Linked DNA regions of Mus musculus: regions 1, 3 and 4 are each linked to region 2. Evidence: chromatin contacts called from public HiChIP or PLAC-seq and promoter capture Hi-C data. All regions are on one chromosome and are shown on one strand. Each heading gives the region's core, a stretch centred on a gene start, on an enhancer-like site or on the middle of the called end of the contact. The rest is flanking DNA. Distances are from core to core; before and after follow the strand shown. Region 1 holds the start of Ssc4d (scavenger receptor cysteine rich family, 4 domains). Region 2 holds the start of Ccl26 (chemokine (C-C motif) ligand 26). Region 3 holds the start of Hspb1 (heat shock protein 1). Region 4 holds the start of Dnajc30 (DnaJ heat shock protein family (Hsp40) member C30).

The links. Promoter capture Hi-C pulls out the DNA fragments that hold promoters and counts their contacts. HiChIP or PLAC-seq counts read pairs in DNA pulled down with a chosen protein or histone mark. Capture Hi-C pulls out chosen DNA fragments and counts their contacts.
Region 1: a promoter capture Hi-C map of pancreatic islet shows a contact between it and region 2. The contact joins the promoter of Ssc4d here to the promoter of Ccl26 in region 2. A contact is called at or near these places in 4 of 39 promoter capture datasets (cranial neural crest, liver and maxillary cranial neural crest), 1 of 115 datasets of contacts at active chromatin or transcription factors (pancreatic cancer cells) and 1 of 9 other capture datasets (pancreatic islet).
Region 3: a promoter capture Hi-C map of liver shows a contact between it and region 2, with 3 times the contacts expected there. The contact joins the promoter of Hspb1 here to the promoter of Ccl26 in region 2. A contact is called at or near these places in 5 of 39 promoter capture datasets (the 3T3-L1 cell line, the HPC-7 cell line, cranial neural crest and 2 more), 1 of 115 datasets of contacts at active chromatin or transcription factors (pancreatic cancer cells) and 1 of 9 other capture datasets (adipose tissue).
Region 4: a contact with region 2 is called in an HNF4G HiChIP or PLAC-seq map of pancreatic cancer cells. The contact joins the promoter of Dnajc30 here to the promoter of Ccl26 in region 2. A contact is called at or near these places in 2 of 115 datasets of contacts at active chromatin or transcription factors (microglia and pancreatic cancer cells).

What each region holds. Positions count from the first base shown.
Region 1 is chr5:135,973,043-135,979,536 of GRCm38.p6, forward strand. It overlaps Ssc4d (scavenger receptor cysteine rich family, 4 domains), which reads right to left and starts at 1,434. Exons shown (of 11, transcript NM_001160366.1): 1 at 1,220-1,434.
Region 2 is chr5:135,560,533-135,566,278 of GRCm38.p6, forward strand. Ccl26 (chemokine (C-C motif) ligand 26) reads right to left here and starts at 3,037. Exons shown (of 3, transcript NM_001013412.2): 1 at 2,968-3,037; 2 at 2,765-2,879; 3 at 1-12. The coding sequence starts at 3,037.
Region 3 is chr5:135,886,647-135,892,434 of GRCm38.p6, forward strand. It overlaps Hspb1 (heat shock protein 1), which reads left to right and starts at 1,273. Exons shown (of 3, transcript NM_013560.2): 1 at 1,273-1,788; 2 at 2,403-2,466; 3 at 2,595-2,917. The coding sequence starts at 1,413. The coding sequence ends at 2,784.
Region 4 is chr5:135,059,348-135,065,664 of GRCm38.p6, forward strand. Dnajc30 (DnaJ heat shock protein family (Hsp40) member C30) reads left to right here and starts at 4,859. Exons shown (of 1, transcript NM_025362.3): 1 at 4,859-6,018. The coding sequence starts at 4,904. The coding sequence ends at 5,563. Bud23 (BUD23, rRNA methyltransferase and ribosome maturation factor) reads right to left here and starts at 5,612. Exons shown (of 13, transcript NM_025375.4): 1 at 5,177-5,612; 2 at 4,667-4,828; 3 at 4,537-4,574; 4 at 1,902-1,997; 5 at 1,726-1,808; 6 at 1,387-1,483. The coding sequence starts at 4,714.

The DNA of each region.
Region 1 (6,494 bases), core at 184-2,683, 410 kb after region 2:
TTCTCCAAGGCCCCTGCCAGAAAGCTTCACCAGTAACTATGGTATTTGCTTCCGCGGCCTAGGAGCTGGAGAGAAAGCCACTCTCCCCTGTGGGACTCACACCCCAGACAGCTAGCTGGACTCTTTTCACCATGCTCAGGGAATAAGGCCTCAGCCCCACAGCCTTCAGCGCGTATACTTCATTCCTGTCCTATTCTCAGGGACAGCAATAGAGGTTGCTTCATCCCTGTCCTAAATGGCCATGGCTTGTTTGTTTGTTTTTTTTTTGAGAGATGGTTTCAAACTCTTAAGTAGCCAAAGACGACCTTGAACTCAGATCGACCCTTCCGTTTCCACCCCTGAATGCTAGGATTAAAGGCACTTGCCACGTCACATCTGTCTTGCAGGGGTCTTTTTAAAAATGTGTTTTCTTGTTTTATGAGTACGGGTGTCTTGCCTGCAGGTGTATATAGGCAGCATATATGTACCTGGTGTCTCGGGAGGCCAGAAGAGGTCACTGGACTAGAGTTATAGAGCTCTGTAAGTCGCCATTTGATTGCTGGGAATCAGACCCTGGTCCTCTGAAAGAGCAGTAGGTGTTCTTAACTTCTGATCCAGGGTTCTTGAATGTTCTCAGAATTCCTTTTAGCCCCGGTGGGGCAGGTGATTAGGAGCTGTGAAGCCTTTGTTCTTATTGGCAAAAGGGTCCCATATTCTTTCCCTTATACTTGTTGCCATATTAAATGGGTAATGTTTATAAAAGGTTTCCCCAGTGTCTGGCCCGCTCTAATGTGCTTAGCTATTGCTATGACTGCCCCCGTCTGACCTCCAAGACAAGAGCCAGATCTCATTCAATAGTTGTACGTGGCATATGATGTTCAGAAAATGTTTGTTGATGGGCTGAGTGAAATTGTGGCTATGAAGTCATAGAATGAAACAGAGGGGTCTCAGGAAGTAGTCAATGAGTTGGCTCAGCAGGTAAAGGTGACTGCTGCCAAGTCTGATGACCTAAGTTCAATTCCTGGGACCCAAATGTCAGAAGGCAAAACACTCTTGCAAGTTGCCCTGTGACTGTCACTTGTGCATGCCTGCACACACATAAATAAATAAATGCAATATTAAGAATTTTTTTTTTTTTAAAGAAAGGGCTCTGGAGGTTTTCAAAGGAAATTGTTATTACACAGAGAGAACACACACACACACACACACACACACACACACACAACTGAAGCATTCATACCTGTAGGGATGTTCTGGGTTCTTTCCCTCCAGATAATCCAAGTTTCAATCACTGCCTCTGCTCCAGGGACTTTAGGAGGGGGAAGGGCCCCCGAGATACAGATCAGCACAGACTTTTCTTCTTTTCTTTCCGTAGCTAGAAGGAGAGAAGAGGCAGTGTCCTTGGCCATGGAGCTGCCGGTGGCCCCAGCCTGTCCCCACCTGACCTTGGGGGCAGAGAGGCTAAGGGACAGTGGAAGTGGTCCGCAGTGTGGTGAGCAGCCCCGGAGGAAGGGCACCGAGGAAGAGGAGGAGCTAGGAGGCCAGGTGCCCCTCCTCCTGCCATCTCTCCCCCTCTGGGCTCAGGTTGCAGAGAAGCCCGAGTGGTTCCTCACCCCTGTGCAGGACAGCCGAGCATCAGACACTGGTGATGGAGAAGCAGCCTGGGTTACAGTGCGAGATCAAGGTTATCCCCAGCTACCTAGTGAGACCCTCTCGCAGCATAAAGAGGTGAAGGTGGGGGAGGGGGGAATTATCAGGATCGGCATAAGTCAGGTGGCTCAGAGGGTGAAGTTGATGGCTGCGCAGGCCTGGCAAATTCAGTTCAACCCCCAGACTCCACAGAATATCGAAAATCCAGGCTTGGTGCAGCACTCCTTTAATCCCAGCACTTGAGAGGCAGAGGCAGGGGCTGGTGAGATGGCTCAGGGGTTAAGAGCACGGGCTGCTCTCCCAAAGGTCCTGAGTTCAAATCCCAGCAACCACATGGTGGCTCACAACCATCCGTAACAAGATTGGATGCCTCTTCTGGAGTGTCTAAGACAGCTACAGTGTACTGACATATAATAAATAAATAAATATTAAAAAAAAAAGAGAGAGGCAGAGGCAAGTGGATCTTTTGTGAGTTTGAGGCCAGCCTGATCTACATAGTGAATGCCAGGACAGCCAAGGCTATATAGAGACTCTGTCTCAAAAACAAAACAAAACAAAAATAAAACACCAAGAAGAACAAAATCTTGTTAGAATTAAAACTTTCCCCCAGTTGTGAGTGTTTTGCTTGCATATATGCCTGTGTATCGCATTCAGGCCTCATGCCTTTGGAGGTGAGAGGAGGGCGTTGGCGCTCCTGAGTCTGACTGCAGACAGTTGTGAGCTGCCCTGTACGCACTAGGAATAGAACCTGGGTCCTCTGCAATAGCAACAATTTCTCTAACCACTGAGCCATCTCTCTAACCCTCCCTGTATATTTTATTTATGTATATGTACATGCATAAGTTTATGTGTGTCTTGTCTGCTGAGACTGGAGTTACAAATGGTTGTGAGATGCCCTGTGGGTGCTGGGAACCAGACTAAGGTCTTCTAGGATCATCAAACCTTCTAACTACTGACTCCTTTCTCTGTGTAGCCCTGGCTGTCCTGGAACTCACTCGGTAGACCAGGCTAGCCTCAAACACAGATCCACCTGCCTCTGCCTCCAAGTGCTGGGATTAGAGGTGCATGCTACCCGCTGCCACCACCACTACCCAGATATTTTTCTTTAAAGGGTTATTAATGTGTACGTGTGTGTGTGTGTGTGTGTGTGTGTGTGTGTGTTAGTGTATTCCATGTGCAAACGGAGGTTTGAGGAGGCCCGGAGAGGTCAAATCCCCTGTAGCTGGAGTTACAGATGGTTTGTAAGCCACCCGATATGGGTGCTGGGAACCGAACTCTGGACCTCTAGAGAAGCCAGAAGTGCTCATGATCTCTGAGCTACCTCTCCAGTCTTCCTTCCCCTTTGTGTGGATTCCAGGGATGAACCCAGACCCTCAGACTCTGAGGACAGCACTTTTATCTGCTGAGTCATCTGCTGAGTCATCCCATCAGCTGCTCTTGTTTATTTTTGCCAGACTCCCTCTTACTTCATAACCAAAGCTGGCTTCAAATACAATCCTCCTGCTTCAGTCCCCCAAGCGCCGTGTTTCAGGAGTGTGTCACCCCCAGGCCTTACAAATCTCTGGCTTTCCCCCCTGGTAGGCAGGTTACCCCAGTTCAGGGAGGAATGGGGATGTGAGTTCGAAACACAGGTTAACTCTGATCGTACATATCCAGCCCTTCTCTTTCTGTTCCCAGCACAGCCATCAAACACAGCCTTGGGTAACAAGCCTGCCAAGGGCAGGCTCCCAAGCCCAGGCCCTGACTCCTAAGAACCATTAGCCCTTCTGTAATTCCTGCCAGGAGAGGTGCTATCTGTCTGGACCCCACCCGCACAGTTGCCTGGCAGCAGGCAGGTAGGCCTGGCACACTGTAAGAGGGGATGTTTGCCCCCTCCTCCCTCTCTTGCCCCCTTCCTTACTCCTCCTCCCCCTCTCTCCCCATTCCCTCACCCCTTCTCTCCATGTGGTCATGGCCGGCCTCTACTTCTCTGCTCTCTCCTTCTCTCTGCCTTTCTCTCCCTCTGCTACCCTCTTAACTCCCCTCCCCATGCTCTGAATAAACTCTATTCTATATTATACAGTCCTGTGGCTGGTCTCTCAGGGGGAAGGGATGCCTTGGCATGGGCCCGCTGAGACACCCCCTTTCCCCACACCCAGACAGAACATATCTTGATAGCTCTTTCTCCTTTTATGATCACAACACTGTCGACAGCTGCCTCTGATAGGCGTCCATCCCTCCTCCCTCCCAGTGCTGACCATGTATCATGTACCATGTACCATGTACCATGTACCATGTATCATGTATCATGTATCAGCTTCAGCAAGTTAATACTCTCACGCGCCATGGCCAGCGGCTTAGCCTGGCACCCTCAGGGTCCTGCCTGGCCCGCCTCACCAGCCTTCGAGGCTCATCTCCCAGGACCTGGGCATTTCTGCAGGCCCACCTGAGCGTCTTTCTCCATCTTGGCTCACACAGCTGCCTCTGCCTAACCAGGGCTCATTGCTTACGCCCCATGAGTGGAGGGAGCACTGACCCAAGGATGTACTCAGGTGAATCGTTTGTTCTTTGATAATTGTGCCAAGCCATGTTAAAACCAAAGCCTGCACAAGGCCCTTGATTGCACCCCCAGTGTCTCAAAAATAAAATAAGAAATCAAAGCTGGGTAGGGCAATAGCCTGTCTAGAATGATAGCACTCAAAGCAGAGGCAGGAAGATCCTGCAGTTTGTTTGAGACAGGATCTCACTATGTGACTCTGGCTGGCCTGGAATTGGCCTCAGACTTACAGAGATCCACCTGCCTCTGCCTCCTGAGTTTTGGAGTTTTATGTATTCATTTGTTTGTTTGTTTGTTTGTTTGTTTTTGAGATAGAGTCTCACCATGTAACCCTAACTAACAGAAATTCACCTGCCTCTGCCTCCCTAGTGTGTGCACCTCAGAGGCAGCAGTGGGAGGCTTCTGATTTTGAGGCCAGCCTAGGATACACAGTAAGACCCTGTCATTCCCCCTCCCCAAATAGTTTATGTAAATATATCCACCAGAAAAAAATGTTGAGGCCTAGGAGGGTGGCAAAAGGCTGGAGGCTGAGACGGAAAAATTACTCTAGCCCAGGGTTCAAGGCTAGACCAAGTGATATAGTAAGACTACAGCTCTAAAAAGTAAAACAAACAAAACAAAACAAAACAAAAAACTATAGTCAGGTAGCATGGTTGATCCATCCAAAGTAAAAGCAAGAAGACTAGAAGCTGACAAAGTGGCTCAGTGCGTGTGGCATGCGCCGTGTATCCTAACTGCGTGAGCTGGAGCTCCGGGACCCACAAGATGGAAGGAGAAAACTGACCCCCGAAAGTCGTCCTCTGACCGACCCCCACATGCAGACTGTGGCACATGAATACCCCTCCATACACACAAAGTAAATGTGTTTTAAAATAAAACGGGGTGTGGTGGCTTATACCTTGCAATCCTGGTACTAGGAAAGCTAAGCTGGGGAATTGTTATTTAGGGTCAGCTTGGGCTACATGTAATAGTTCTAGGCCAGCCTGGGCTATACAGCAAGACCTGTCTGAAAAAGCAAAATATCAATATTTCCCTGATAGAGGAAATACCATGATGAGGACTGTTGTGTGTGTGTGTGTGTGTGTGTGTGTGTGTGTGTATGTGTATTTTCTTCTTTCTTTTTCTTTCTTAGGGGAGAGGTCCCTCCGTTGCACTACAGATGTGCTAGCCCCTGCAGGTTCCCCAGATTTGAAAAATAGGACTGCCGAATATTAGTTGTGGAACATTGTGATATTCCCCCATTAAAAATAAAGTAAAATAAAATTATGATACATAAGTGGGGAGGGGTGTGTGGCAGCAATGCATACCTTTAACGCCAGCACTCAGAGGCAGAGGCAGGTAGATCTCTGGGAGTTCAAGGCCAGTCTGGTCCATACAGTGAGTTCCAGAAATACACACAGAGAAATCCTGTCTCAAAAAACAAACAAAAAACAATATACATATATATGTATATGTATATATATATATATATATATTACATAAAATAGACAAATTAACTTAATTTGCTTTTGCCTGGCAGGGGTTGCTCATAACTGAGGAGTTTACCCCAAGGGACAAGCTGTTGAATAGGTCCCAGGCACATATATTTTCTCTTGACACCTAATTAATGGCTCTTTAGTCTTCACTTGCCAGGAGTCCTCCAGCTGATTCTAAGAAAACCCCTGTGTCTTCCTAAGTCTCTCTCCAGGGTCCCCTCCCAGGCCCATGATGACACCTGGAGAGAAGCCTGGAGCTTTGAGCTTCCAACATCCAACCATACAGCTCTGAGCACACCGGGTGGGGATGGGGAGAAAGTGAAAAACTATGGCCCACCAGGCTTTAACGTGCAAAGTCCAGCCTCCATGGCCAGGCCTTTCATCACAGCTACTTGAGAGATTGAGGCCAGAAGACTCAGAAGACTGTGAAGTTCAGGCTTCCCAAGCCACAGAGTGAGTCCAAGGCCAAGAGGAGCAACTTAATAAAACTATCTTGAAAGAGAGAGAGAGAAAGAAAGAGAGGGTGGGGAAGAGAGGGAGAGAGAAAGAGCAAAAGAAAGGAAAGGAAAGGAAAGGAAAAAGCTGGGGTTAAAGCTTAGAGCACCTGCCTAGAGTACCCCTGTAAAGGGCTGGGGGCATGGCTCAGTGGTAGAGTCCCTGCCTAGAATCCCCCAGGGAGGGGTTGGGGGCGTGGCTCAGGGGTAGAGCCCCTGCCTAGAATCCTCCAGTGAGGGGCTGGGGGCGTGGCTCAGGGGTAGAGCCCCTGCCTAGAATCCTCCAGTGAGGGGCTGGGGCATGGCTCAGGGGTAGAGCCCCTGCCTAGAATCCCCCATTGAGGGGCTGGAGGCGTGGCT
Region 2 (5,746 bases), core at 1,787-4,286:
TTTGTAAAGAATCTGCAGAAAAGAGATATGAAGTGAATTTTGACATCCATGGCTTATGAAGCTTATGAAAGAGGAGGTTGGGTGGACTTCTGATTAGGGTCGTCCCCTATCCAACACAACCACTACACCCCATTCCTGTCACAACTCCTGTTAAGCCTGCTTCCCCTTTCTATCTCCCCCAGAATCCACACACCCTCAAGCCCACATTCCCAAGGAATCATGTCTCAGAAGGTTTAGTTAGTTGTCAGGCAGTAATCTGTATTGTGATAGTTTTGTTTCAGTGTAACAGCTTTATTGAGCCATAATTCACCCACTCTGTGAAGCACATATTTGACATGGTTATAAATAATAATACTCAGCAGTACAGCCTAGAATCCCCCAGGGAGGGGCTGGGGGCGTGGCTCAGTGGTAGAGCCCCTGCCTAGAATCCCCCAGGGAGGGGCTGGGGGCGTGGCTCAGTGGTTGAGCCCCTGCCTAGAATCCCCCAGGGAGGGGCTGAGGGCGTGGCTCAGTGGTAGAGCCCCTGCCTAGAATCCCCCAGTGAGGGGCTGAGGGCGTGGCTCAGTGGTAGAGCCCCTGCCTAGAATCCCCCAGTGAGGGGCTGGGGGTGTGGCTCAGTGGTTGAGCCCCTGCCTAGAATCCCCCAGGGAGGGGCTGAGGGCGTGGCTCAGTGGTAGAGCCCCTGCCTAGAATCCCCCAGGGAGGGGCTGGGGGCGTGGCTCAGTGGTAGAGCCCCTGCCTAGAATCCCCCAGGGAGGGGCTGAGGGCGTGGCTCAGTGGTAGTACATTTGCCTAACATGTAAAAGCTTTAGGTTCAATCCCTAAGAAAGCAAATGGAAAAATAAACTTTAAATGTGAATACTTGATTAATAGACTTCAGTATATTTATAGATTAGAGAACTGTTGCCCAAGCCATTTTAATCTTTTACATGTATATATGCTAAGAGTATAATCTAGAGCTTCTTCTTCTTCTTTTTTTTTTTGGTTTTGTTTTGTTTTGTTTTGTTTTGTTTTGTTTTGTTTTGTTTTGTTGAGACAGGGTTTCTCTGCATAGCCCTGGCTGTCCTGGAACTCACTATGTAGACCAGGCTGGCCTCGACTCAGAAATTCGCCTGCCTCTGCCTCCCAAGTGCTGGGATTAAAGGCGTGCACCACCACCGCCTGGCTAACCCAGGCCTTCTTATTGTTTAATAAATGCTTTACCACTGGATTACACAACAGTTCTGCACAATGAATTTTAAAGGACAGAAAGAGCCCCACAGTAATATGTCACACAGTTATCTTTTTATACATTTAGATTACATATTATTTATTTATTGTAGAGAGAGGAAAACAAACTTACTTTATTTAGTGCATATATGGATGTCAGAGGAATGTTTGCAGGGAATCAGCTTTCTCTCTCCATCATGTGGAACCAGGATGCCAAACTCAAGTGATTAGGCTTGGTGCAAGATACTTTTATCTACTGGGCCATCTCACCAAACTCACAATTCTACCATGCTTCTTTTTATTAAATCAAGGTCTTACCATGTAGCCATGTCAAGCCTCAAACTCATGATTCTCCACCTCAGCCTGTTGACTACAGGGGTTACAGGTTTGCACCAACATATTCAGCTCTTGGTATTATTATTAATATTATTATTATTTAATCAAGACAGGGTTTCTCATTGTACCAGTGGCTGTTATGGAACTAGGTTAGTAGACTGGCCTCGAACTCGAGATTTGCCTGCATCTGCCTCCCAAGTGCTGGGATTAAAGGTGTGTGCCATCACCACTTGGCTGCACTCTTAATTTTATACCCAGCTTTTAGAGCAGGGCCTGCTATATAGTTTGAAAGTCAGAGTCTTAACTACCCCAAAGGCACATGTATTTGTGCAGAGACTGGGCTCTTACCTACTGTGGTGGTTACTTTTAATTGTAAACTTAAAAAACTAAAATAATCTGGAAAGGATATCTTGATAAAAAATTGTCTAGATTCAGTTGGCCTGTGGACATGTCTGTGAGGGCTATTTTGAGTATATTAATTGAAGTGGACTTGCCCACCATGAGCGTCACCATTCTTTAGGTAGGGAACTCTGAACTAAGAGTAGAGAAATCAAGCTGAGCTGTATTGCAGTGAATCAATTCATTGTTCTGTGCTCTTGACTGTGAATATAATATGACTAGCTGCTTCAAGATCTTGCTACGTTGACTTCCCCCAGCAATGGTGGATTGTGTCTTCTTAGCTGTCAATATAGACCTAGACTGGGGTCATCTGAAAAAACCTCAAAGAATTGCCTCAATAAGACTGGCCCGTGGCCATGTCTCTGAAGACTTGTCTTCATTGATGATTGATGTGGGCGGGCCCAGCCAACTCTAGGCAGCACCATCCCTAGGCCTGAACTATACAAGAATGCTAGCAGAGCCCATGCTACAGGATCAAACCCAGTAAGCAGCATCCTTTAATGTTCTCTTCTTCCAATTTTGCCTTGAGATCTGACTTCCCTCAGTGATGGAGTGCGACCCAAAATAACCTTCTCCTCCTCAAGTTGCTTTTGGGCATAGTATTTACCATAGTAACAGGAAGCAAACTAGAACAGACTATAACCTGGAATTTCTCCCTTATGATCCTTTCATCAATGCATTTTATCCTAGAGACCAGCAGTAAAACAGATACCCTCTTTCCAGATTCCCATCTTGAGGCCCAGTCTGTCACTGAGGGCATCAACCCACCAGTCCCTTGCTCAATGATGTGGCCGATGAAGCTGGACTGAGAAACACTCACATCACACCGTCACTGGTGCAGCTCTTGTCGGTGAACTTATAGCTGTACACCCAGCTCCATGGGATCACATAGTAGCTGAAATTAGGGCAGCAGGACATAGCGATGCTGCTCCCACCTAAAAACAGGCAGAGGAAGGGCCGTGGGATGGTCTTGTCAGACAGGAGGAGCTTCAGGGGGAAGGGGAAGGAGAACCAGCTACATACATGTGGCAACACCAAGCTGGACACTGAGGAAGATGGCCAGGAGAACAAGGAGACCCAAATCGAAGAACATTCTAGAGAAACTTAAGGTTGAAAACAAAGTAGTTGTGTGTCTGTGTGTGTGTGTGTGTGTCTGTGTGTGGTGCATGACTCTGTGAGTGCATGAGGGCATGAGTAGGCAGAGGTCAGAGGAGGACATGAAGCGCTTCCTGAGTGCTGGGATTAAAGGTGTGTGCCACCATCACCTGGCTCATGTCCTATATTTTATAGACGGTTTCTGTATTACTTTCCCTGTTGTCATAATGAAACAGCTGACAAAGGCAGTTTACAGAGAGGGGACTGTCTTGGCTCATGGTTTGAGGGCACAGTTCATGATAAGAAGTCCACAGCGGCAAAGTATGCGGCGGCTGATGTCATTGCATCCAGTCAGGAAGCAGAGAGAGATGCACTGATGCCTGGTGCTCAGTCTGTGCTCTGTTATTGAGCCATGCTAACCAGCCTCTTACTGGGCTAGATGGGTAACTGTACCCCTGCCCCAGTCCATCCCTGACAAATTCTAGGCAAGCATTCTATCACTAAACCACATCCCTGCATTTGATTTGAAAAATAACTTATTTATGTGTTTGTTGTCGGGGTTGGGGGGGTCAGCATGTGTGAGCATGCGTAAGGACTGTGTGTGTGTGTGTGTGTGTGTGTGTGTGTGTGCGCGCGCGCGCACGCGTCAGAGGACAATTTGAAGAGTCTATTCTCTCTTCCCATCCTGTGAGTCTTGGAAATTGAACTCGGGTCATCTGGCTTGGCTGCAGGTGCCGTTGCCTGCTGAGCCATCTCTCCAGTACAGCCTTTGAATTTTTGAGCTAGGATCTCATTGCCTTTCAGGGTGACTTTTAAACGGCAATCTCCCTGCTTCTCCCTCCCAAGAACTAGGGTTACACGTGTGCCCAGAGTCCAGTGTTTCACTATGGCTCTGTCTAGGACTGTCTTCCTCCATGGTTAGTCATTGTTGACTTTCTTTTATGAAACACCAGGATCCCTCCATGTAAGGGGTGTGTCCATAATCAGGCTTCTGCTGTAATCTACCTTCTCAGTATGCGTGCACAGTGCTCTGTCCAAGACTTTCATTCTCCTGTCTTGGTGGAGGAGATCCAACCCAGAGCCTCGCACTCCAGCATATCCTTCATCTCAACCCCTCTGGGTCCTGTTCAGCTGCCCGCTTCTCCTATGGTTAAAGTCTCTGCTCCATACCCTCCAGGTTGCTGGCTGGGATCTGGTTACATTTGTATGGACGATCCAGAACCCCCCTTCCATCTGGGGTGCTTCTCAAGGTCTGGCTAGCCATTTGAACTTCTGCTACCATGGATACCCTTCTAAAATTCTTCTGTTGTCATGGTCACGAGACTGGAATAGACTAGCTCATTTGTCCAGGTTCCCTTCCTTATGGCTCTCATGTTACAGACTGAAGTGTGTTCTCTTTCCCCTAAGTTCACGTATTGGAGCATTAATCTTCAATGTGCCTATATTTAGAAACAAGAACTCTAAGGAGTCATTTTAGTTTTTGAGATAGGACTTCACTACATACCTTTTGCTAGCCTAGAACTTACCATGTAGACCCTGCTGGTCTCAAACTCACAGAGATCTATGTGTCTCTGCGTCCTGAGTGCCGAGATTAAAGGTGTGCCCCACCATACCTGGCTTTTTCATTAATTTTTACTTTTATTTCTACTTGCAAGTATGTGTATGTGAGCGTGTTGTGGAGACCAGAAGTAGGAGTCAGATCCCCTGGAGATAGAGTTATAGGAAGTTGTAAGCCTCCTGAGGTGGGTTCTAGAAACTGGACTTGAGTCCTCTGGAGAAGCAGTAGGTGCTCAGAACCTGTTGCTTATTCATGCCACTTAAGAGCAAGGAAGGCTTGCCTTGCCTTGAACTTCTTTGTAAACTTTGTATACTTTCTAAACTTTGTAAACCCTCAAGTCTAGAATGTGGTCACCCTTACCCCCACCAGATCTAGCAGCCAGGTCCCTCTCCTAGACCTCTCTAACTGTCCAGCTTCTGTAACTGTCACAAAGGTCATCTATAGCCCCTCAACAGGAGCCTCCCCAGATTATGCTAATTAGGTGAAAACTCTGAACAAAAGGCACCAATCCCCGATCTTCCCACAGAAGCCCACCAATCCCTGAACAGGAAAGCCCACCAATCCCTGAGCTCCCCCAAGCTTATGCCCTGAAATCCCATCAGTCCTCACCCTGGAAGTCTCCATCTTTGAAAGCTCAGCATCCCAAGCATCCCTATCTAAGCACTGTACTTTGTCCAATTCCCAGCTGTTGGCTGCTCCTTCCTGGGAGCATAGGCAGCCACTCTGGGTTTATCCCTCCTCTGCCTGGACACTCTAACAAATCTCTTTTATGAGATTTGTTGCCTGGTGTGACTCTCTCATCAAAAGAAGACAGGAAGCAATAAGGAGAAGAAGGGAAGAAGCAAAGAGCAGGAGCAGGGCCGAGGGTCCTGAGTCCTTAGGGTAGCTGAGGATCCCCCTCCCCGGGAGCTGCAACACCTCTGCTGAGGAGGCTTCCTTTCAGAGCTGTGTGGTTCCTGGGCCTCTGTGTCTCAGGATACCATTCCTTTAGGACACTGTCCCACCTCAGAGCTGTGTGGTTCCTGGGTTTCTGAGTCCCAGGAAACTTTCCATCTGTGTAGACAGGCAAACATAACCATGTCAAAATGCAAAGACAGGAGAGGAAGTGGTTCCCCACCAGGAGCTGGAAGGTCTACCCTTTATTGACCT
Region 3 (5,788 bases), core at 23-2,522, 320 kb after region 2:
CAGCCCAAGAATGGCTCCACCCACAATGCCCCCCCCCCCCCGATCTCTAATTGAGAAAATGCCTTATAGCTGGATCTCATGGAGGTATTTCCTCAAAGGAGGCTCCTTTCTCTGTGATAACTCCAGCTTGTATCAATTTGACACTAAACCAGCCAGTACAAGTATCCAGGTTCAAATTCTAGCACCCACCTGGCATTCCAATTTCTGATACTCTCTGTAACTCAAGATCTAACACTCTCACACAGACATTCATGTAGGCAAAACACTGATACACATTATATATATATATATATATATATATATATATATATATATATATATAATAAAAAAAAAAAGCGGCCGGGTGTGGTGGGGCACGCCTTTAATCCCAGCACTCCGGAGGCACGGGCAGGTGGATTTCTGAGTTCGAGGCCAGCCTGGTCTACAAAGTGAATTCCAGGACAGCCAGGGCTATACAGAGAAACCCTGTCTCGAAAAACCAAAAAAAAAAAAAAAAAAAAAAGCATCAAATAGCCCAGCGGTGGTGATGCACACCTTTAATCCCAGCACTTGGGAGGCAGAGGCAGGCGGGTTTCTGAATTCGAGGCCAGCCTGGTCTACAAAGTGAGTTCCAGGACAACCAGGGCTATGCAGAGAAACATTGTCTTCAGAAAAAAAAAAAAAAAAAAAAAAAAAAAAGCAAAGCAAAACAAAACAAAAAAAAAGCATCAAAATAAAAAAAGAAAAATCCTACTTCAGAGAGAGAGAGAGAGAGAGAGAGAGAGAGAGAGAGAGAGGAGAGAGGAGAGAGAAAGAGAGAAAGAAGAAAGAAAGTCAGTTTCTGGGTCAGAAAGATACTCAGTGAACACTAAGGCGCCTGCCACGAAGCCTTTGCTCCCCAGGAGATACACTATAGAAGACAGCTATCTTGCCGGTGTCATGAGACCTCCACAGGTGTGCCATGACATGTGTGTTCCCACGGGCCTCCTTCTGGTTCAGACCAGGTTCAGTTGCTTCCCAGTTGCGACACAAAAGACCTAACCTCTCCTGGTTATTCTCAATAAAAAATGGGGCTGGCCCCAGGCCACCGCCCTTCAGCCAGCAGTGTCCTAAACCCGACAGTGGGAATCGCTCCAGCTACCGGTATTACGCCGTCATTTGTTTTCTTCAACAAGAGAAGTTTCCAGATGGGGGCAGAACCTTCCTGGCCCCGCCTGCCCGCCCCCTTTGCAAGCTTAGGGGGAGGAATGCAGAGGGGAGGGGCGGCGAGGGGCGGCCCCTGAGACGGTCATTGCCATTAATAGAGACCTGAAGCACCGCCTGCTAAAAATACCCGGCTGGGCACACATAAAAGCACGCTGGGGCTCCAGTCCGGCACTTCTCGGATCCTCAGCCCAGTGCTTCTAGATCCTCAGCCTTGACCAGCCAAGAACATGACCGAGCGCCGCGTGCCCTTCTCGCTGCTGCGGAGCCCGAGCTGGGAACCATTCCGGGACTGGTACCCTGCACACAGCCGCCTCTTCGATCAAGCTTTCGGGGTGCCCCGGTTGCCCGATGAGTGGTCGCAGTGGTTCAGCGCCGCTGGGTGGCCCGGATACGTGCGCCCGCTGCCCGCCGCGACCGCCGAGGGCCCCGCGGCGGTGACCCTGGCCGCACCAGCCTTCAGCCGAGCGCTCAACCGACAGCTCAGCAGCGGGGTCTCGGAGATCCGACAGACGGCTGATCGCTGGCGCGTGTCCCTGGACGTCAACCACTTCGCTCCGGAGGAGCTCACAGTGAAGACCAAGGAAGGCGTGGTGGAGATCACTGGTGAGTTTCCCTTGTGCCCAGAGGGGACGAAGCTGCCGAGGCGAGAGTGGTGGCTGGGGGGCTGAGGGTGGGGGCTGAAACCCTGAGGAATAGAACCCTGAGAAGTTAGAAATGAACCTAGGGACCCGGAGCCCGCATCATTCTCCTTTGCCTGCTTCTCTTGCCCCGGAACGCGGGGTGCAGGTTGCTCTTAAAAGCTCTGTCATCTTCGATGATATGGACCAACAGCTGGGGATGTAGCTCAGGGTAGAGCTTCGCCTGGCCTGCCGGGAGGCCTTGAGGCTTTGCGTTCCACCCGCAGCACAGAAACAAAATGAAGGAAGACCCAACACACCTTCTGGAAGACCTCATTCCCAAATAAGCAAGCGGCAGGATCAGGGTCCCTAGACCCAGCCGCAGAGGCTTTGAGTATACCTACCCTGGTATCCAAGTCTGGGTCAGAGCCAAGCCCTTCGCATCCCAAATCTCAGAAGGGAAGTTTCTGGAAAGTTTTAAGATTCCAGACAGTCAGGCACCCCGCCGCACTCGGGTTTGTTTGCCTCCCTGGGGGGTCCCAGCCACTCCTTAGCTAGGACAGCAGAGGGCTGCTTCTGACCTTCTGTCCCCACCCACAGGCAAGCACGAAGAAAGGCAGGACGAACATGGCTACATCTCTCGGTGCTTCACCCGGAAATACACGTGAGTTCTGATTCCTTGCATGGAGGGCGGGGAGGTGGGGGGGAGGGGGAGCGGACCCAGGGCGGAGGGCGAAGAGCCCCGGGTCAGGAGGGATGTGTAACCCTTGCCCTGATTTTCTGTGTGTCCAGGCTCCCTCCAGGTGTGGACCCCACCCTAGTGTCCTCTTCCCTATCCCCTGAGGGCACACTTACCGTGGAGGCTCCGTTGCCCAAAGCAGTCACGCAGTCAGCGGAGATCACCATTCCGGTTACTTTCGAGGCCCGCGCCCAAATTGGGGGCCCAGAAGCTGGGAAGTCTGAACAGTCTGGAGCCAAGTAGAAGCCATCAGCCTGCTGCCTATCTCCCATAGCCATTGCTGGCCACCCCTCTCTGTCAATCTGTGCGCTCTTTTGATACATACATTTACCTGCTGTTTTTCTCAAATAAAAGTTGCAAGCTACTGCTCACCACCGTCTGACTCCAGAGTTATTATGGTGGGCTAGGGATGGGTGTGCTAAATTGGAACACCCTTTGGGGTCTTTGCTAAGTGCTCACTATGGGCTCAGGCCCTTCCTGTGGGAAAAGAGATAACCTGGAGATTAAAAGTTTACCAGGGGGGCTGGAAAGGTGGCTCAGCGGGTAAGAGCACTGACTGCTCTTCCGAAGGTCCTGAGTTCAAATCCCAGCAACCACATGGTGGCTCACAACCACCCGTGATGAGGTCTGACACCCTCTTCTGGTGCATCTGAAGGCAGTTACGGTATACGTACATATAATAATAAATAAATAAATCTTAAAAAAAAAAAAAAGTTTACCAGGCTGGGTATAATGATGGTATAATTACATCTCCTGTAATTCCAGTATCCAAAAACGGATGCAAAAGCAGTGTGAATTTGAAGCCAGCCTGGGCTACAGGGTGAGTTCTATGAGTGCCTGGGCCACACATGTACTTGCTGTCTCAAAAACAAACAGAAGAGCAAAACAAAACAGAAGCTCAGTAGAGGGTTTGCATGGCATCCGTGAAGTAATGTTTGATCCCCCGCATTGGATAAACTGGGTATGGTGGCGCCCTCCAGAAGTGGAGAAAGGATCAGAAAGGAGTTCAAGGTTATCCTGGGCTACATGGCTAGTTTGAGGCCAGCCTGGGACACATGAAAACATCTTTTTTTTTTTTTCACATGAAAATATCTTAAGAGTAAAAAAAAAAAAAAAAAAAGGATCAAGAGCCAGTCAGATCCAAAGCAACCCCCTCTCTCCCAGCCTCTGGTCCTGTTCTCTATGAACAGAGAAATTTACTTCTCCACTGTCCCTACTAGCATATCAAAGTGCAGGCTAGCCTCCAGGCTTCCTCCGTATTAGCCCAGCTCCTCTCCCACCCCCTACACTAACCTCAGCGCAGCTTCCCTCCCTAGCCTCTCTTTAACCTTCCTAGTTGACTGTACACCCTCTTTCCTCCCTTGGTCTGTCCACACTCTGCCTCACTCTCTCTCTTGCTCCCCCTCACCCCTACCTCATGGGCGGGTCCAGTCCACAGGCCGTGGCCAATCTGCTAATTTCTCTCCCTGCTCTGGACTCTTCCAGCTGCCTCTGGCTGGTCTCCTCCCCCTATATCTACAATAAAATCTTTCTCCTCAGCCGTGCCTTGCATGGGTCATGCCTTACTTTATACATCTCGTGCCGGGACCCTCAGTTTATGCCCTAGTTCACACCTGTACTCCCAGCATTTAGGAGGCATTAGGTTGCAAGATCAGGAGTTGAAGGACAGCCTTGGCTATATAGCACATTCCAAACCCAACTGTTTTGAAACTCTATCAATACCACAAAATAAACAAATACAAATTTAAAATACTATTAAAAACAGCATTGTCCAGAGGCCAGGTGTGGAGGAGGAGGAGTATTGTAGAGAAGGTACAGGAGATGTGGCAATTCAAGGTAGCTTCCTGGGGTGTTGCCCCTGTCAACCCCACCCACAGACACCTGCAGAACGGAATGTGGACTCTCAGTAATGGACAGAGAAGGAGGATTGGTGTTGACATCTCGGTCAAGACTGACAGAGATCACAGCATCCGCCTGCTCTAGAGAGCTTGCCTTGACTAGCCTCAGCCTCACTCAAAGCAATTACACAAGCTTTAGCTCCACCCTTGTGTGCTCTGCCTTGTCCATCCATCATCCCCCAGGAGGCCCAGGGAGGGAGCTGAGGGACCCCAGGGGGCTTTGGAGCCTAGTGACCCAGAGTCTAAGGGGTTGACTCTGGATGGGTGGCTCAATGGTTAGGAACACGGACTGATCTTTCGGAGGATCTGAGTTCAGATCTCAGCTCCCACATAGCTGGCTTCACAACCTCCTGTGACTCCAGCTCCAGGGGAGTTTATACCTCTGGCCTCCAAAGGCAAGCATGCAGGTGCACACATAACATATACATAAAAATCTTTTAAAAGTCTTTTTTAAAAATTGCAGGAATGCAGCTAGGTATGACAGTACAGCTCTGTAATCCTAGTACTCGGAAGTTAGAGGCAGGACGATTCAGTACTCCAAGCTAGCCTGAGCTACATGGTAAGACCTGTCTCTGACAAGATGGTTTGGCATGGAAAGGCTCTTACTGCTGAGCCTGATGACCTGAATCCAAGCTCCGCAAATCCCATACCCCCAAAAGCTATCCTCTGACCTTCACATGCCCACCATGGCATCCACATAGACTCATACCAGTGCCCATATACATACAGGAACATACAAATGAAATGAGAAAGAAGAAGGAGGAAGAGGAGGAGGAGAAGGAGGAGGAGGAGGAGGAGAAGAAGAAGAAGAGGAGGAGGAGGAGGAGGAGGAGGAGGAAGAGAAGAAGAAGAAGAAGAAGAAGAAGAAGAAGAAGAAGAAGAAGAAGAAGAAGAAGAAGAAGAAGAAGAAGAAGAAGAAGAAGAAGAAGAAGAGCAAACTAGGTTTAATATGTAGGTCAGTTTAATATGTAGGCAGTTGAGTGTTCCACCCTCAGCACATCAAATGGGTGTAATGGTGGATGCCATCCCAGGTAGGAGGTTCAGGAGCTCAATGCCAGCCTCAGCTACAAAGCGTGTTTGAGACCATCTTGAGCTATATAAGACCCTGCCTCAAAGGGAAGGAAAGACAAGAGCTGTGTTTACGTAATAGTGCATGCCTGCATCCCCAGTGCCTGGAAGGCAAAGACAGGAAGACCTTGAGTTCAAGAATAGCCTGGGGAACATAGTGAGGCTCTTAGGAAAATATGAGCAGTTGGGGGGTGGGGGGGTGGCTCAGTGGTTAAACACTTGCCTTGCAAGCATGAGAACCAATCAGACCTCTAGAATCCACACAGATACCTGAGTGAGCA
Region 4 (6,317 bases), core at 3,609-6,108, 500 kb before region 2:
GACCACTTGGGGAAGAACTTCCTTCCTTCAGCCATTCCAGGAAAACGTTTTCTATGCCTTCATTCATTCTCTCCCACCAGGGGAGCACTGGCACACAGCCACTCATCCCTTCACATCCTTCTGCTGTATCTACTAAGTCTCTTTAAACCCCGATCTCAAACCTTCTGCAGTTTCGTTCTTTGCTTCTGGCCCACCCCTCCTCACACCCAGCCATCCTACTGGCTCGGCATGGGCAAGGCCTACAGTTTGATCTTCAAGGCCACAAAACAAAAGCAACACATCAGCCAGGCGGTGTACACATTTAATTCCAGCACTTGGGAGGCAGAGGCAAGTGGATCTCTGCGAGTTTGGCACCAGATTGGGCTACATAGTGAGATCCTGTCTTCTTTAAAAACAAAACAGAACACACACACACACACACACACACACACACACACACACACACACACACAAATGCTTCAACTTTGAGCCAGGATCTCATGCAGCCTAGCCTCCAACTCTTGTGGCAGACAATGAGCTTGAACTGCTAACCTCCTGCCTCCACCTCCCAAGTGCAGGGATTACAACCACATGCAGCAACACTTCATACTTCCAACAGTAACTTCAATACTCCAAAGCAGGTTATTAACATCAGGGGCGGGAGAGCTGATCAGTGACTAAGAGCACTTGCTGCTCTGGCAGGACACAAGTGTAGTTGCCACCATGCACACAGCAGCTCACAACCTTCTCCAGTTCCAGGGGACCAGGCATGCATGTGGTACATGCCCATGTGGTACATGCCCACACACACAGGCCAACACCTGAGGGTGCTCTCTTGCCTCCACTTGTCTGTATGCACAGACTCAAGAACGTCCACACACAGAACTAGTTTTTGGCTGTCTTTGTCCTTATAAATCTAAAAATCTTAGACTGTATATCTGTTGAATTACACTTATTTACTATGCCTGCATCCTGGTTCATGTATGGAGAGCAAATAATAATTTTCAAGAATCTTCTTTTTCAGGGGCTGGAGAGATGGCTCAGCGATTAAGAGCACTGACTATTCTTATGATGGTCCTGAGTTCAATTCCCAGCAACCACATGGTGGCTCACAACCATCTATAATGACATCTGACGCCCTCTACTGGTGTGTCTGAAAACAGCGACAGTGTACTTGCATATAAATAATAAATAAATCTTAAAAAAAAAAAAGATTCTTCTTTCTCTCCACCATGTGTATTCTGTGTATGAAATGCAGGTTTGCCAGGCTTGGTAAAACGCTCCAGTGATCACTGAGCCAGCTCCCCAGAACATGTAAATGTTTAAATGTGGTGTGATGACTGCTATACAGCCAGGTTTAAGAAACGCTGATCTATGAAAGTAAAAGTGGAAGGTAAAGATTGTCACCTGATGCAGCCATCAAAAGAGCCCGGTCTGAAAGGGACGCCCTGGCCCATGTCCCCTAGCAGCAGGTCCCCCTCTGTATCTCGGTCCAAGGCGGCATCTACATTGGAGGAAAACAAAGTATGAGTACAGCTACAAAGTACGGGTACAGCTGATGCAGACAGGTGTGGTGGGCAGGCTTGTGACCTCAGTAACAGGGAGGCTGGGGCAGGCGTGTCCCAAGTTAGGGACTAGCCTGGGCTATATGGCGAGACCTTATCTCAAACAAGCAAATAACCATTTCAGCAGCTCCTCACAAAAGGGGTTGGTGATCTTGGTAGGAGGCAAGGCACACACACTTACCCAACATGGCAGGGCTGATGTCAATGCCCACCCAGTAGTGTCCCTCTTCTGAGATATAATCTCCACTCAGCCCAGAACCGCAGCTGAAGAAACGACCCATTGAGGCCCACATTGCCGAACCACAGAAACCCTCCACCCTGACCCAGACAATTAGACCTGGGGCCCCAGGACCTCACCCAATGTCTAACAGGTAAGAAGGCTGACCCTCTGGTAAACAGAGGAGCTCCAGCGCTCGCTCAGTCATCTTGGTCTGGATGTCAATCATCCGTGAGCTGGGAAGGAGAAAAACACAGGAGCAGTTATGGAATTCTGGGTCATATTTCTCCTAGACCAAAAGAGTCAGGAAAATAAAGAAGCAATAATCAGTTAGAGGGACTCTTTCTACCTTAAATTCTTTTTACTTCATTTAATGTGTGTGTGTGTGTGTGTGTGTGTGTGTGTGTGTGTGTGCGCGCGCACGCACATGCACAAGCACAAGATCAGAGGCCAAATTGCTCAATCTGGTTCTCTTCTTCCAACAGGAATTTCTAGGGATTGAACTCAAGTCATAAAGCTTTACCCTCTGAGCTATCTGGCTAGCTCTTGCCTAACAATTTTAAACTTACAATTCTAACTTGAAATCAACAAACTCAAATGCAGTCCTGTGATGGGCATGGATGCTTCCACAAATTTCTGTACTCAAACAGCTGAGGCAAGACTAAGAGTTTAAGGCCAACCTGGGCAAGACCCTGTCTCAAAACACCACCAGTGGGGGCTGGAGAGATGGCTCAGTGGTTAAGAGCTCCAGTTGCTCTTCCAGAGGTCCTGAGTTCAATTCCCAGCAACCACATGGTGGCTCACAACCATCTGTAATGGGGATCCGATGCCCTCTTCTGGTGTGTCTGAAGACAGCTACAGTGTACTCATATACATAAAATAAATACATCTAAAAAACAAAAACAAAACCAACAACAACAACAAAAAAAAAAACCACCAGTAAAGTAGTCCCAAAAGTCCACTTGATAGAGGTGCATGTCATTTTATTGTGCACATATTTTATTAAAATGTGTGTTTGTGAGTGTGCGTATACATATATAAATGCATACAGTACATTGTTTTGCCTGCATGTATGTCTATGTAAGGATGTCAGATCTTGGAGTTAGAGATGGTTGTGAGCAGTCATCTGGGTGCTAGAAACTGAACCCAAGTCCTTTGGAAGAGCAGTCAGTGCTCCTAACTGCTGATCCATCTCTCCAGCAGAGCTGGCAGGAATAGGACCAATCACGCAGCAAGTGACGAGTCAGGGACCACCTACAACTCGACTGGGCCTTCCCGCTTTACTCCTTAGGAGTGTCTTCTCTCAGAGTCACCTTCCATACTTCCTTTCACATACAAGGACCAGCAACGGACAACAAACGTTAGGCTGTGGCTCGGTGGTAGAGCACTTGCCTACCACACAAGAGGCCCTAAGTTCAATCCCTAGTACCTCCAAAAAGCAGCAAGATTCGCCTCAGGAGTCAACGGTGAGTGCCTGGCCATACATCCCACCCCCGGTACCAGAAAATGGAAACCTTACAGCGTCGACCCTGAGAAAACACAGTATAATGCCAGCACGAGGTCCATGTCTCCACAGAACCAAACTCATCTCTGTGAGTTGAAGGATAGCCAGGAAGAATGGGGAAGAGACAGTAAATCAGAGTACAGTAGAGCATAGCTGTGCATGTCTGGAATCCCCATATGCAGACGGCAGAAGGCCAGCCTTATATGATAATGTGGCCATATCTCAAAAAAATTAGCAAAATAAACTATAATCAACTTACTTAACTCTAGAGTTACTAAAGAATGACTTTTAGGCCAATATACTCAAAATGACATTTCAGTACATAATCAGTATAAAATTGTGAATGTGTTGTGTGTGTGTGTGTGTGTTGTGTGTATGTGTGCTCATTTCTTCACATTAGGCCATTTTGACTTACAGTTTTAATAGCTAGCTACTGACTGCCATACTGAACAGAGAATGGCCACACCTGGTCTTCCCAAAAATCAAGGTAAACAGCCCCACAGAAGAGTGTTCCATACAGCCATACGTGCGGGACCATGTCTGCAATTTTACCACTAGTAAGGTAGAGACAAGAGGGTCTGGAATTCAATCACCTCCACTACATAGCAAGTTCAAGAATACTCTGGGCAATATGAGACCAGGTTTCAAACAAACAAACAAAACCAAATAAGCTACCATGTAGAGGATTCAGATATTATTTATGTCAATGGTTGACATGACAACTCAGTGCAATCATGCATTTAAATAAAGATCACAATAAACCCACAATGAGTATGTCCTCTCTCTAATAGTACTGATTCCTTCCGGGGGTGTAGCCTAATGGTAGAGTGCTTTTCAGAATCATCCAGTGAATGGCTAGGGGTGTGCCTCAAAAGTAAAATGTCTACTTAGAATCCCCAAGCGAGGGGCAGGAAGTATCGCTCAGTGACAGACCACTTATGCAGTATGACAGTACCTTATCATATCTTCTAACTATTGCTTACTTTACCACATATTTAAAACACATTGTCAAACGACCCAGGGTAAACTGGAGATGAATATACCCACACTGAGGTAGCAAGATCTTTCCAGGAGCTCAATGGCTTCAAGTTCCCTTTACCGGTGGCAGAACTGCATGTACGCAGACCCACACACACACACACACACACACACACACACACACACTCACACACACTCCCAAATTCTACATGCTTTCCAAGGGACGCCCATAATCGGGGCGACTCGCCGATCCCGACCCCCGCGATGCCGCTCAACAGCCATGCTCTCCTCACTTGCGAACGTATTTCCGGGCTTCATTCTGGTCATAAAACTGTTGAGAAGAGAAAAACACATGGGAGTTTTAAGGGAAGAATCCAAAAGCAGTCATTCTAGAAAAAGACCAAGACCTGGCGGGGCTCTCACCAGCTCCGGCGGTCCGCTGTGTTCGGGTCTCCGGCTACGAGATGCCATCTCGATGGTATGGCAACGCTGGGACCGGCGAGCACTAGCGCGACGCTTTGACGTCATCAATCTGCGCCCGCCTCAGGCGGACCTTTTCCCCCGCCTTTCCTTTTATTTGATTGGCTAGAAGGTGGGGACGCCGCTCAGGATTCGAGGCCTCCATTGGCTGCCTCGGCGCCGCCCCCTCCCAGCCACAACATGGCGGCCGCGCGCTGCCTGGGGTGGACCCTGTCACCGCTATGGAGATGGTGGCAGGTCCGGGGGTTGCCTCCGAGTTCCGCCACGGGTTTGTGCTCGCGAGGGAGGACTTACTCCCGCACCGCCCTCTATGAGCTGCTGGGCGTCCCCTCCACGGCCACGCAAGCACAGATCAAAGCGGCGTACTACCGGCAGAGCTTCCTCTACCATCCGGATCGCAACCCCGGGAGCGCCGAGGCCGCCGAGCGCTTCACGCGCGTCTCCGAAGCTTACCTGGTCTTGGGCAGCACCATCCTCCGGCGCAAGTATGACCGAGGTTTGCTCAGCGACCAGGACCTGCGCGGACCTGGCGTCAAGCCCTCTAAGACGCCCGTGGCCGATCCCGCTCCTCCTCGCCCTCCTCCCTACACCCCTCGGGCTCCCGGTGGCTCTAGGGCTTCTCCCGGCGACGGTCGCACCATGTTCGACTTTGACGCCTTCTACCAGGCGCACTACGGAGAGCAGCTAGAGAGAGAACGGCGTTTGCGCGCCCGGAGGGAAGCCCTTCGCAAAAAGCAGGAGAACCAGGCCAACAAGGGGACCAGCTGGGACGATACACGAGACGCCACTTTCTTTGTCGTCCTTTTCCTTATCTTCGTCTTTGTTGGCTTTCGTATTTAATCGGAGAAAAGGAGGGGAAGGGATCCAGCCCAAGCAACCTTCCTTTCTAGACCTTTGAACCATTGGTCTGCGATTGACTTGACTTCCTCTAGTGGTGTTCTCTTGACCCTCCTCACACCCTCCAGCCTGGCCAGTGATCAACACATCCCTCTCCTTTGGTCCAGAAAAAGACGCTTTTCAGTGGCCAAGAAAGAGGCCCCCGGATAAAGATTCCTGTGAAGACCAGAAATTTAAGTGCTTTCCAGAGTCCCCTGGGTGCCTGTTCATTTCTAGAAGTTACCTTCAGTTGCCAACTCCCAGAACACTTGCTGCGGTTTTAACCAGAAGCCCTGAGCAAGATTTGCCCTGTCCCCTGCCACATGTCTGTATAATAGGTGGTGTTTCCCCTGTAACTGCTGAACTGTGCAATACGACTGGTTGTCCGATGCCAAAAAGATTTAATTCTTGGGGACTCGAGTGAAATTTGTTTTTCTGTGTTACCCCAAGCCACAGGTGAGACTTGATCAAAGATCCAGCAGACGCTGGGGATGTAGCTCTGTGAGAGAATGCTAGCAACAAAAGGCACAGGGTTTAGGCCCCAACTCTGTTATCTTTTGTGTCCTCCTTCCCCACTAAGAAAAAGAGTCAAAGATTGCCAATTTTTTCCCCTCAGTTCTGTACCACACCATTTCTGTTGTGTGGAAGTGAGAAAAAAAAAAAAAAAAAACAAAGGCTTGAGGGTAAGGAATGCAGTTCTGTGTCTAGGGAGTGCCCT